Linked DNA regions of Cricetulus griseus: region 1 is linked to region 2. The links are chromatin contacts, called in public Hi-C maps. All regions are on one chromosome and are shown on one strand. Each heading gives the region's core, a stretch centred on a gene start, on an enhancer-like site or on the middle of the called end of the contact. The rest is flanking DNA. Distances are from core to core; before and after follow the strand shown.

Region 1 (6,098 bases), core at 2,182-4,681, 55 kb before region 2:
GGGGAAAATGTCTTTGAAAGCACACACGAGCACATTTTTTAAAAAAGGAAATCAAAAAAAAGAAGGAAAGAAAAAAGAAAGGAAATAGGCATCTATCTGCGAAGTACATATAAATTAAAAAAAAAAAAAAAAACTAGCAATCGTGTTCCACCAGTCAGTTCTCCAGACTAGCAGGGTCTGCCCTTTAAGGTAAAAAGAATTTTGTATGTAACCATTCCTGATAGAAACTATATACCGACCAATCTTCCTACTTTTACAATTTAAATCTAATTTCATCTCAATCTTGAACACACACTATCTAGATTTTTATAAAGAACTGCTTAACTGTACTAATTAAACTTAGTAATTTCACACTATATATTATGCATTGTGACTGTTCTTACCCCCCCCCCCCACACACACACCCAAGAACTGCATCTTAAAAGCATTTTTTAGGAAAAATTTTTTCAAAAAAATTTTTGAGACAGGGTCTCACTATGTATCTCGGGCTGTCCTGGAGCTCACTATGTAGACCAGGCTGGCCTCTAGCTCACAAATCTCCACCTGCCTCTGCCTCCCAGTGCTGGGGCAAATGGCATGCCAGGCTTAAGAGAACGTCTTAAAGTTTGGTATGGCCTCTATGAAAAACTCTCCCAGTCCCTCCATGCTCTCTGGGAGCACTATTTCCAACCTGTTGCTGCCTACAAAAGTATAAACATTAACAATGAATAACTACATAACTCACAGGTTTGTATTATAAAATTCTAAAACACATTTCCCACATGTGCATCTAGATAAGTCAAATATTAATCAAAGAGAAAAATAAAATGAAGGAAGGCTTGGATTAGCAAATAACCTTAGTTAGCCTCTCAAACAAAACGGTGGTTATTCTCACCAAGGAGAAAAACAAATTGCAAAGGGCATCAGAAGGCCACTGCTTTGTTGTTTTTTTTTTAATAATCATCCTTCCAAACTACTTTCCAAAACTGACTTCCTAAAAAATTACCATGGAAACACTTGTAGGTTCATTTCTCATCTTCAAGTTTCACCAGTCTTAATTTTCAACGATGGTGAATTAAATTATAGCAAACCCTTCTCTATTTACCACAGAAATATTAACCCTGAGCAAAACGTTATTTACAGCGAGTACAGAAAAAGGGAGCAGCTGTCTAATGAAAACAGATCATTCAAAATGTAATGAAATTCTTTTTAAAAAGGTAATAAAATCTGGCTCTGACCACTCTTTGTAATCGTCATCTCGATGAAAACACTGGCCAACCTACAACCTACTTCTCTCAAACTTATCCTAGCCGATGTGATAGCTATCGAGCAGAGATCCGGGTGTGTTCAGCTTGCCAGTCTGAAGGCTCCCCTGCTGCGTCCCCCACAAACAGAAAACCCTTTCGCCTGTCACAAAGCAAACCACCTTTCCAAGCCTTGATTCCTCACTTCCTACCTATGCTGTCCACATCTCAGCCAAACAGTAAATACTTGCAGTTCTCTGAACAAACTTCACCCTTGAAATGCCCTTTGCCTGTCCCGGCCACCACCTAAAAACGCCCCGGTCTGTAACCTCAAAATACCAACTATTTCAGGAACCCTTTCCTGATGCTTCAAATGGAAACCATGCCTTCTCTGAAACCCACAGCGCTCGGACGGAGCCTTCGCAGCACTTGGTGCATTTCAGCCTTCGCTCATCTGCCTCGGAACAAACCTGCAGCCAGCACGTACAAGAACCTCCTTCATCTTTCTTAGCACCTAGTACCAAGCACCGCTAACACGGGACTCCGAGTTCACCAGTGAAGTTGTGCGCGGTGCAATCAAGACAACTTTCACGGGGTAGAATTCCACTTTCAAACTTCAGAAATAATCTACCACAGCAGACCAATGTACGCTAGGTAATAATACATCACATTTCGTTGTTCGTTACGAAAATAACTTCCCTTCCCTTTTGTTTTCCTCAATTTAAAAAAAAGTATATACCAAAATTTAAATGCAGCCTCCCAAGAAACTGGTTTCGACAGAAAGAAATACAAAAAAAACTTCCCTCCGATAGTTAGTCTTCCGCTTTCGTAGGATGCCTTTTTCCCCTATTGGTCAAAAGAGTGGTGAGAACTTTCCCATCATTTTTCTGTCTTTATTCACAGACTCGTGAAAGCAACGATTGGCGGAAAACAACCGCATCAGGGTCACCCTAACGGCCATGTCTTACTTTCTCTGAGGAAAAAAGATAATAAAATGTCTCCGGTTCTACCACTGCCACCGGTGCGGATCACCCTGAAGAGGCAGCAAGCGCCTGGGAAAGGCTCGAAGCCCCGGGGCAATACAGATGAGGTGGCTCTGGCGCCAGGACGGCCGCGATGGCCGCCTGCGGCTGCTAGGCTGAAATGCAGCGGAAACAGCAGCGAGTCACGGGGCTGTGGGAGGCTGGGCAGGAAGGTGGCGCTGCCGCCAAGCGCCTGGAATCCAAGTGCTCATCATGGCGGCGAGGGCAATGGCCGCCATGGGGAGCGAACACGCCCCTCCGCGCACACTCGACGCCGCGCCCGGGCTCCGGTGCCTGTCGCCAGCGCCGCCGCGGCCGCTGCCCGCTCTCACACCCCCCCTCACGGGCTGTAGCGGAATTTTCTCCTCAGACGCCGCCTTCAAGATGGCGGCTCCCCCTCCCGGCAACCCCCTCAGTCGTCCCCTGCAGCAGGCGCCGATCGGCCGCCATCTTGTCCCCCGTCCCTCTTTCCCCCCCCTCGCCCATATTTACATAGCGAAAATCGGCCGGGCCGGCCTGCGGCCTTCACCTCATGCCTGCAGCCTTAGCCTCCTCGCCAGGCCTCGCCCCCTCACGGTGCCCCGGGTCGGCTGCGTCGTCCACCCAAGACCCCTCAACCGCCTCCCCAACCTCCGGGCAACACTGCCCCGGCCCCCGCCCGTTTACAGAGAGCGCCTTAACCGTCGTTCTGAACGCCCGGGCGCCACCCCAGGCCTAACTGCGGCCTCCTCGGGGCCTGCACGGCGTCGCGCGCCACGCCGCCCGGCCTAGCGCGGGAGGGCGCCTTACGGGCCGCCGACCAGGCCGGGACCAGGCCGCCGCGCGCGCACCAGGCCCCACGGCCGCAGCGGCACCCCAGACTTACCGGACGGGCGTGCGGCGGTCGGCGACGGTGGCGGGTGCTGCAGGCCGGCCTTTCTCTGGAGCACTGGGCCGGGCTCCGGCTGGTGGGGCGGGCGGAGGGAGGGAGGAGGGGCCGAGCTCGGAGCTGACAAAAAGCGGCCCAGCTCCCCGGCACGGGCCCGCCGTCAGCACGTCACGTCACCGCCGGGGAGAGAGACCCAGGAAAATGCGGAAGGATAGATGGGCCCCCTCCTCCGCCCGGTGGGTCCTCCTGACGCCCCGGGTTGGCGCCGTTCACGCCCCGCAACCGGGGAGCCCAGTGGCCTCGCTGCGGCGGGGTCTCCGGCGGCCCGAGTTTCCGTGACAGCGCCCCCCTTCTTTCCACCTCCGCGCTCCCGCCCGCCACCGCCGCCACACACACACCGCTGCCACCGCCGCCTCGGCTGTAAAGTCCGCACGAGGCCGTGGTCCGCCGACCCCGTCGAGAGGCGGGAGGCCCGGGCCGCCCCCCACCATGTTTGTGGGCCGCAACCACCCCCTGGGGGCCTCCAGGGAGACCTACCGCCTCTCTGCGAGGGTCCTGGCCTGAGGCGGTGGCTCCAGTGGTTTGCAGGCCCTCAGACCCCCTCCCGCCGTAAATGTGTGTGTTTTTTTTTCATCCCCGGTGCCTGGGGAAGAAGATAAATTTAGCAACCCCCGCCGTCTCCTGTCTTCCTTTTAAAAAAACAACTTTCAAACAAAATGAAAATGGGCTTGCCAATTTGAATGGTGTGTGTGTGGGGGGGGGTCTCTAGAACAACTACCGAACCCTTTAAAAATTTTTACATAAATAAGCTGTCAGGTCAAATAGGTCTGGTAGGGGTACATTTTAAAGACTATCACACTGCAGTGAACAGGAATTTTTTTAGTGGTATACTTTCTAGACACGTGTATTAACATTGTTTGGCGTGTGTAAATTTTAACTTTTATGTATGTATCAGTAATCATGTTATACATTCTTCCATAAATATCTAGAAAACAAGATTTTTTAAAATAAAATTCTTAAACAAGTCTCTTAAAGTTTAAGAAGATAGAGAAGGGAAAATGTGAGTCAACAAAATATGAACTTAAAAAAATCAGAATTTTGTCTTTTCCTCAGTCCAGCTTACTACGTTACCTTTCTTTCTTTTTCTTTTTTCCCCTTCAAGACAGGCTTTCTCTGTGTAGCCCTGACTGTCCTGGAACTCACTCTATAGACGAAGCTGGCCTCGAACTCAGCTTCGCCAGCCTCTGCCTCCTGAGCACTAGGATTAAAGGCATGTCCCACCACACCAGTCTATGTTACAGTCCTATACTGAATAAGAGACCAAAACGATACTTTAACATTACCAGGAACACATTAAATGGTGTATTTTATACATAATGTACATTAATGTAGAATCTAACATGCTATAACTTTTTTATGGAGTACTGGGAGAGGTAAGAATGGGTATATAGTCCAGGCTGACAGTGAATTTGCCTCAGCTTCCCCAGTGCCCCCACTACACCCAGTTTGACATACTGGCAATGACATTGTTGATAGCTTTTACCCTAGTTAAGACATTTTCATATAAGCACACAAAAATGATAAAGCAAATAGCATACTGGTGTGAAATGCAAGACAATTTTGGCCAGACAAGGCTATTGGTGGGGGACTCTCTTAGGTAGAATCTACACTAAGATTGGAACAAATTAGCATGGACCCTGGGCAAGAATGGCATACATTATGAACTCTTTTATCATTTTCCCCCTAAGGATCTACTGGAATCTAGTAAGTCTATCTAATAACCAGATAGTAACTTTCTTCTGGGGGGGTTAGCTTCCTGCCACCAAACAAATTTTCTTTCAAATATAAATTACACTATCTTCATCATTTGTAGATAGATAGTTCCTTCAGGCAATGATACAAGCTGTATCCGCATAAAATAAAACTAAGCAAGATTACTTCAAGTAAAGAAATGAGAAAGGTTCAGGTGTGGCACACACCTTTAACCTCAGCACTCAGGAGTTTGAAGCAGGAAAAGCAAAAGTTCAGGCCATCCTGGACTACACAGGAAAACAATCTGAAAAGGTTTGGGGAAAAAAAGTTGGCAGGCAGGCACTGCATTTCCAGATGTTCCGGAAACTGAGAAGGAAGGATTCTTTCAGTATAAGTCTTGGAGGCTAGCCTCATCAATATAGTGAGACTTCATCTCAGGGTGTGTGTGTGGGGGGGGATAAGGTAGCTTATGTAGTCACATTAATACAGTTATTTAAATGGTAACCAGTGTTTAAAGTACTTTATATGGGCCTCCCTTTAATACTAGGTTTGCCCAGACGGGAATCTCTACATCAGCCACACAACCATAAACAGCACGTTCAGAACAGAAAGATGGAATGTCAGCATTCTTGTCAGTTTTTCCATTATTACCACCAACTACTCTATCAGTGGCTAAGCACTTAAGAAAAGAGCGTTCAAGGAGACTAAAGAAAAAAAAGATGCCACCTCAATTTATAAGATCAACAAATTATTGGGTATTGACAGTGTCAAAGCGCCCTTTGTGATTTCTTGGCATATATAAAGAAAATTAAATTTGATAGGAAAAGGGAAAGGATGGTCTAGTTCTATTGCTTAAATTAGATATACTTCTATTAAAGTGCAATGAAAATCCTATTAATGATTGTACAAATAAAGTCAACTATTTTTTTTTTTTAATTTTCAAAACAGGAAAAGTAGCAGGGGTATAACTCAATGGCAAAGTACTTACTTGCCTATTATGTGCAAGGTCCTGGATTTGGTAGCTAGAACTGCACCCAAAAAGGAGGAGGAGGTGAGATTTCATTAAAAATGACATCACTTATGAAACTACACTGGAACCTTGAATGTACCTAAGGTTACTGTGTCAATCAAGCCTCGGGTGATTAAGCACCAGACACCTTGTACTTAATTTCTAATAGTGTTATTGACTATAGAATCTTCTGCATCACTTCTCTGCCCTCTGGCTAAGATGAA
Region 2 (6,241 bases), core at 126-2,625:
ATGTAGCCTTGTCTGTCCTGGAACTTGTTATGTAGACCAGGCTGGTCTTGAACTCACAAAGAGCAGCCTGTCTCTGTTTCCCATTTGCTGGGATTAAAGGCCTGCACTACCACCACCTGGCAAAACTTCCTTTTTATTATTTGAAAATTTATTAGTGTGTGTGTGTGTGTGAGAGAGAGAGAGAGAGAGGGAGAGAGAGAGAGAGAGAGAGAGAGAGAGAGAGAGAGAGAGTGAGAACATGTGGAGAGCAGAGGACAACTTTGGGAAATCTGTTTTCTCCTTTCTCTATGGATTCCCAGGATAGAACCTAGGTTATCAGGCTTACCTGGCAAGCACTTTTAACTGTTGAGCCATCTTACCAGCCCTCAGTTTAAGTTCTTAAAATTTAAGAAATGGAGCTTGAATAGCTAAGAGGTTGCAAAAGTTCTGAAAATCCATTAGAAAACCACAGGATGCAAAACAAAACAAAACACCAGATTAAGCCAGGTCACCAAGAAGGCTTCAGAGGTCCTTGGTGGCCCAGAGACAGATAGCGCTAGTGTCCATCGTCACAGTAAAAATGATGTGCTTTAAAAGGCAAGAGGGTTAGCAGGCTGCGGTGGCTCACACCTACAATTCCAGTACTTGGGAAGCTAAGTCAGGAAAGGAAGATTACTGTCAGCTTCATAGAGATTTCCCAACCAGCATGGGATAAAGAGTGAGTGAGTACCTGCACCAAAAAAGAAAAATGAATAAACAAAATGAGGGTTTCAGGAGAGGAAGTGGGGAATTCTGATAGAAGCAAAGACTCTCCTTCCTACTTGAGTTCGGGCTTTTAATTTAACCGACAAGCCTCTATTGCTTTGGATATTAATTCAGCCCTTCACTGCATCTCAAATCTACTATGACTTTCCTAGAATGTTTTAATACGTAATTAAAAATTTCACCCTAAAACGAAATACAATAAGCGTTCTTGCAAACCCCAACCCCAATTTCTATTCTAAAATTAACCTATCTCATGTGCTGTTGACGATATACTTAATTGGAAACCTAGATTTAAAAACCTGGAAAAAACAACCATCTCCAAATAGAAAAAAGAAAACCTGTGACTTAAGGTTTATGGCATATAGTTTAGGTGAGCGCATACAAGCAAGAGAAGCAGACATGGAGGCGTCCCAAGCAAAGCTGCATGATGGAACACGCTCAGCGGAGCGGATGTTTGCACAAGGCTGGAGTGCACATCAGGAAAGGCGGCGCATGCATTCATGCGCACGCGTCAGGAGGTACTGGAAGCCTACATGGCGGATGTACGAGCGGGGAGCTAAAGGAGGCCACTCCTAGTTCGTTTTAAACGTTCCACGTGGAAGAAAAGCGTGGGGTGCGGAGGAGCGAGGCAGTTGCCTAATGGCTCGGCAGGCAAAGTACAGAGAAATGCGTCAGCTCCGCTCTCTGAATGACTGGCTGGTCTGGACCCACCCCCTTTCCCAGCCTCATCACTTCCTGTTTGCCTAGCACACGCTTCAAGGGCTTGTTTCGGGCCGGAAAGAGTCAAATATCTTTCCCTGCTCAATCACCCGGGCGTAGCGCACCACGCAGGCTTGGCGGCGCTTCGGGAAGCGGCAGCCGGCTCGGGAGGGGCTGGTCTCCACCTATACTCCCACGGTGGCGACGCGGCGGGGGGAAAGGGGAGGGGCGGAGGGCGTACACCGGAAGTGAACTCAGCGGAGGTCTTGACGCTGGCGCCTTCTTCCGCGTCTCGATTAAGCAGGCTCGCGCCGCGGGCATTGCCGCGGTCCACCCGCATACCCCGCCCTGAATACAACGATGAGAAAAAAATTTAATTCCCAAACAACTAGGCATTTTTATAGCAGAATTGTCTATCAAAATTGTATGTTCCAGGGCCTAGTACTCCCATGTATTAGGCCTGGGGGTTTGTGTGTGTGTGTGTGTGTGTGTGTTTTATATGTATTTTTTTCTGTTCAAAACAGGAAAGCCTCATTGACAGCATATGCTGCCTATATAATGCAGTACTATAATTTTACATGTAGTTGTAGTCTGCTGAAATGACTGATCTGTCTCTGCAGCAATAGCATACATAAATATTATGCTTTTAGGTCTGGTGAGATGAGTCAGCTAGTAAAGGTGCCTGCTGCCAAGCCTGACAGCCGAGTTTGATCCAGGGATTCATAAGATGGAAGTTCTCGGACCTACACATGGGCTGTGACAATATCCCCCCCCCTGCACACTATAAATAAAATAAATGTAATTTTAATAATTGAATAAACAAATATGTTTTTAGATGTTCTTAATATATGCTGGGGCTGGAGAGATGGCTCAGTGGTTACAAGTACTTAATTGCAATTGCAGAGGACCGGCATCAGGCGGCTCACACTTGATTTTAACAGTTTCAAAGGGATCCGATGCCTCTGGCTTCTGCAGATACTCGCACACACGTGCATACCCAGAAAACACACACATACACATACATATAATTTTTAAAAAATAAAAAAATCTTAAAACTGTACTATTGTTAGCCGGGCTGTGGTGGCGCACGCCTTTAGTTCCAGCACTTGGGAGGCAGAGGCAGGCGGATCTCTGTGAGTTCGAGACCAGCCAAGTTCTAGGACAGCTTCCAAAGCCACAGTTAAACCCTGTCTCAGAAAGAAAGAAGGAGAAAAGACTGTGCTATTGTTTTATTGCCTATTCTGTCTGCATGCATGAGTGTACAGTGCACCACGTGTGTGCCTGGTGCCTGCTGAGGCTGAGAAAGGGCTTGAATCTTCTGGAACTAGAGTTACAAACTGTTGAGTTGCCACGTGGGTACTGAGAATCGAACCCAGGTCTTCTGCAAGAACAGCCAGTACTCTTAACTGCTGAGCCATCTCTCCAGCCCCTAAAAAAGGAAATATTTAAAAAATATATAATTGTGTACTATAAATACAAATATGAGTTGGGCGTGGAAGGCTGAGGCAAGAGGATCTCTGTGAATTCAAGTCTGCCCGGTCTATATACTGAGCTCCAGGACAACCAAGACTACATAGTGAGATCATGTCTCAGAAAAAAAAAGTAAGCAAATAAATAGCTAGGAGTGGTGGCACATGCCTTTAATGTCAGCATTCAGGAGGTAGAGGCAGGCAGATTTCTGTGAGATTAAGGCCAACCTGGTCTGCCATAGTGAGTTCCAGGACAGCCAGGAGTATGCAGAGAGGACCTGCAGATAGATAGATAGATAGATAGATAGATAGATAGATAGATAGATAGATAGATAGATAGTCATCCCTCCACTCGTTTTTAAATTGTAATTGTGTGTGTGTGTGTGTGTGTGTGTGTGTGTGTGTGTGTGCGTGTGTGCGCGCGCGCGCGTGCGCGCGCCCGCGCTTATGAGTGATGGTGCCTACAGAAGCTAGAGGCATTGCATCCCCCTGGAGCTGGAGTTACTAGTGGTTATGAGCTACCTGAAGACTCCAGTCCTCTGAAAGAGGGTTACTACTTTTAACTCCTGAGCCATCACTCCAGCCTCAGACAAGTTCTTTAAGTCTTACTGATAGTTAAGGGCTGGTGAGTGAAATAGCTTAGCAGATAAAGGTGCCTCGTGACTAGCCCTATGGCCTGAGTTCAATGCGCAGGACCAGATGGAGGAAGCAGAGAACTGGCTCCTTCAAGTTGTCCTCCATATGTGTCATGGAATCCGTGCATGCCTGCACAATGACATGCATGTATGGACATGCTCACTCACACATACAAAATAAATTATAATTTTTTCAAATTTTACTGAAATTTTGATTGAGATCACATGGAATGGAAGGAAAAATTTGGAGACATTGACATCTCTATAATAGAATTATCTCAACCAAGAATAGTGTATTTTCTAATTGTTCATATCTTTTGGATTTCTAGCAAAATGCTAGATTTATCCACGCATATATATCTTATTCCAGTTAAATGTATGCCTGAATATTTTTATCTATTGCATTTTTATTGTGTATGCTAGCTAGATAAGGAGTAATTTTACATTTTTATCTCTAATTTCATCACGTTTTCTGATTGGATAACCTATACTTTATAAGTAATGTTTTGTCTTTCCGATTACCAGTATATATACCTCATTTGCTAAGTGTTGGAGAACAATACTGCAGAATTGAAGTGGGAAATGTCAGTCTGGGATTGCTCTAGAGAAGAGCCTGGAGTTAAGCCCAATGACATTTCATCCTCTGAATTTCATTCTGGTTGCTCCATTAATCCACAATTCTTACACATTCCCTTTGGAGACAGTCTTGTTGTGTAACTCGGAGTAGCTCCAAACTTAGAATTTTCCTGCCTCAGCCTCCTGACTGCTTGAATTACAGATGTGAGTGACTATACTTGGCTTCTTGTTTGTTTTTCTTTGTGGCTTTGTTTTTATGCAATGTAAAAACTTTCAATATCTATGGCACTGAGATATCCCTAAGCTCTGATGCTTCAGTAAGGTTTTCTTTTCATTGCTAATGGAGTGGAAACTGGAGCCCTGGGACATACTAGACAAGTGTTCTACCACTGACTTGTAGCCTAGGCCCACTGTTTCAATAAATATGATGGCTTGATAGTTTAGTATACTATACAACTTCATTTTCTACATTCACATATGTTCTTTCTTAAAATTACTTTATCTTTTTAGATTTATTTATGTATACAGTGTTCTGTTTCATGTATCCCTGCAGGCCAGAAGAGGGCACCAGATCTCATTACAGATGATTGTGAGCCATCATGTGGTTGCTGGGAATTGAACTCAGGACCTCTGGAAGAGCAGCTAGTGTTCTTAAACACTGAGCCATCTCTCCAGCCCCTTAAAATTCCTTGCATTGTATCAAATACATCTCTAAGTCATTTCTCCCGCAATTTCTAAAGCATTCATATGGCTACAAGAATGCAATAGTTGCTGGATTTTACTTTTTAAAAATTTTTAAAAATTATGGGCCAGGCATGGTTGTACATGCCTCTTTTTCTGTTTGTTTTGTTTCTTTGAGACAGGGTTTCTCTGTAGCTTTGGAGCCTTTCCTGGAACTTGCTCTGTAGACCAGGCTGGTCTAAAACTCGAAGAGAACCTCTTGTCTCTGCTTCTGCTGGGATTAGAGATGTGTGTTGCCACTGGATGCTTGAGCATGACTTTAATCCCGTCACTCCAGAGGCAGAGGCAAGTGGATTTCTGAGTTTGAGGCCAGCCTGGTCTACAACTCCAGCTACAGGACAGCCAGGGATGTTGAACAGAGAAATAACAAAAAATTGTGTGTGTGTGTGTGTGTGTGTGTGTGTGTGTGTGTGTGTGTGTGTGTGTAAGGGTGTCTTTGAAAGCAAGAAGAGGGCACAGGATCTCCTGGAGCTTGAGTTACAAGGTGGTTGTGAGCTATCTGATTTGGATTCTGGGAACAGAACTCTGGTCCTCTGCAAGAGCACCAAGTAGCTTAACTGCTGAACCATTTATCCATCTCCCTTCATTCTTAAAAAAATGAAAACAGTATCTTTAATTATGCATACATGTGTGCATTTATGTCCTCAAACATGAGTTCAGGTGTCCACAGACACCTCTTATCTCCCTGGTGCTGGATTTCTAGGCAGTTGTGAGCCACTCAATGTAGGTATTGGGAACTAAACTTGGGTCCTCTGCAAGGTACAGCATGGACTCTTAACTGATTAGCCACTTCTTTGTACCCTTTTGTTTTTTGAGACTGGGTGTCATGTAACCCAGGCTGGCCTGGAACTTGCTACTTAGCCAAATGTGATTGTTAGTTTTCATTGCCAAGGGAAGACTTACCTTGACTATTAACAGCAGCATTTCATGGGCTGTGTTACAGGACTAAATAAAATGGAGAGAGCAAGTTGAACACCAGCACCATCTGTCGGCTTCATGACAGTGATAAACTGGACCAGCTGCCTCACATTCCTGCTGTCTTCACAGCCATCAGGATCTCCCAAAATGCAAGGGAAAACAAACCCCTCGTTCCTTATGCTGCTTTTTGTCAAGTATCCAGTAGTGAGAAAAGTAACAAATCTAGAAAATTGGTACTGCTAAGTAGGGCTGTTGCTGTGGTAAACCTACATGGTCTTGGGCCTTTGGAAATTATTTTTAGGAGGAATGAGGAAAAGTCTGGAACTATGGGCTAGAAAAGCTAGAATGCTGCAAGCAGAGCTAAACTGGCTATTCTGGTGAGCATGTAAAAGACCACAATGCTGAGAGAAATGCAGATGTGAAGGCCCACCTTGTGAGGTTTCAGAAGGTACCAAAACT

The links. A called contact is a pair of places that touch in the nucleus more often than the background predicts.
Region 1: a Hi-C map of fibroblasts shows a contact between it and region 2, with 2.0 times the contacts expected there. The contact joins the promoter of Zfx here to the enhancer-like site in region 2. A contact is called at or near these places in 2 of 8 Hi-C or Micro-C datasets (the CHO-K1 cell line and fibroblasts).

What each region holds. Positions count from the first base shown.
Region 1 is chrX:75,847,639-75,853,736 of CriGri-PICRH-1.0, reverse strand. Zfx (zinc finger X-chromosomal protein) reads right to left here and starts at 3,431. Exons shown (of 7, transcript XM_027431919.2): 1 at 3,111-3,431.
Region 2 is chrX:75,790,020-75,796,260 of CriGri-PICRH-1.0, reverse strand. No RefSeq gene overlaps it. Among named protein-coding and RNA genes, the nearest start is that of Eif2s3, 27 kb to the right of the region's middle. Within about 2 kb of position 1,375, at least 6 of the 6 cell types and tissues checked have open chromatin away from gene starts, as enhancers often do. A contact at or near this core is called in the CHO-K1 cell line and fibroblasts, where this site is marked.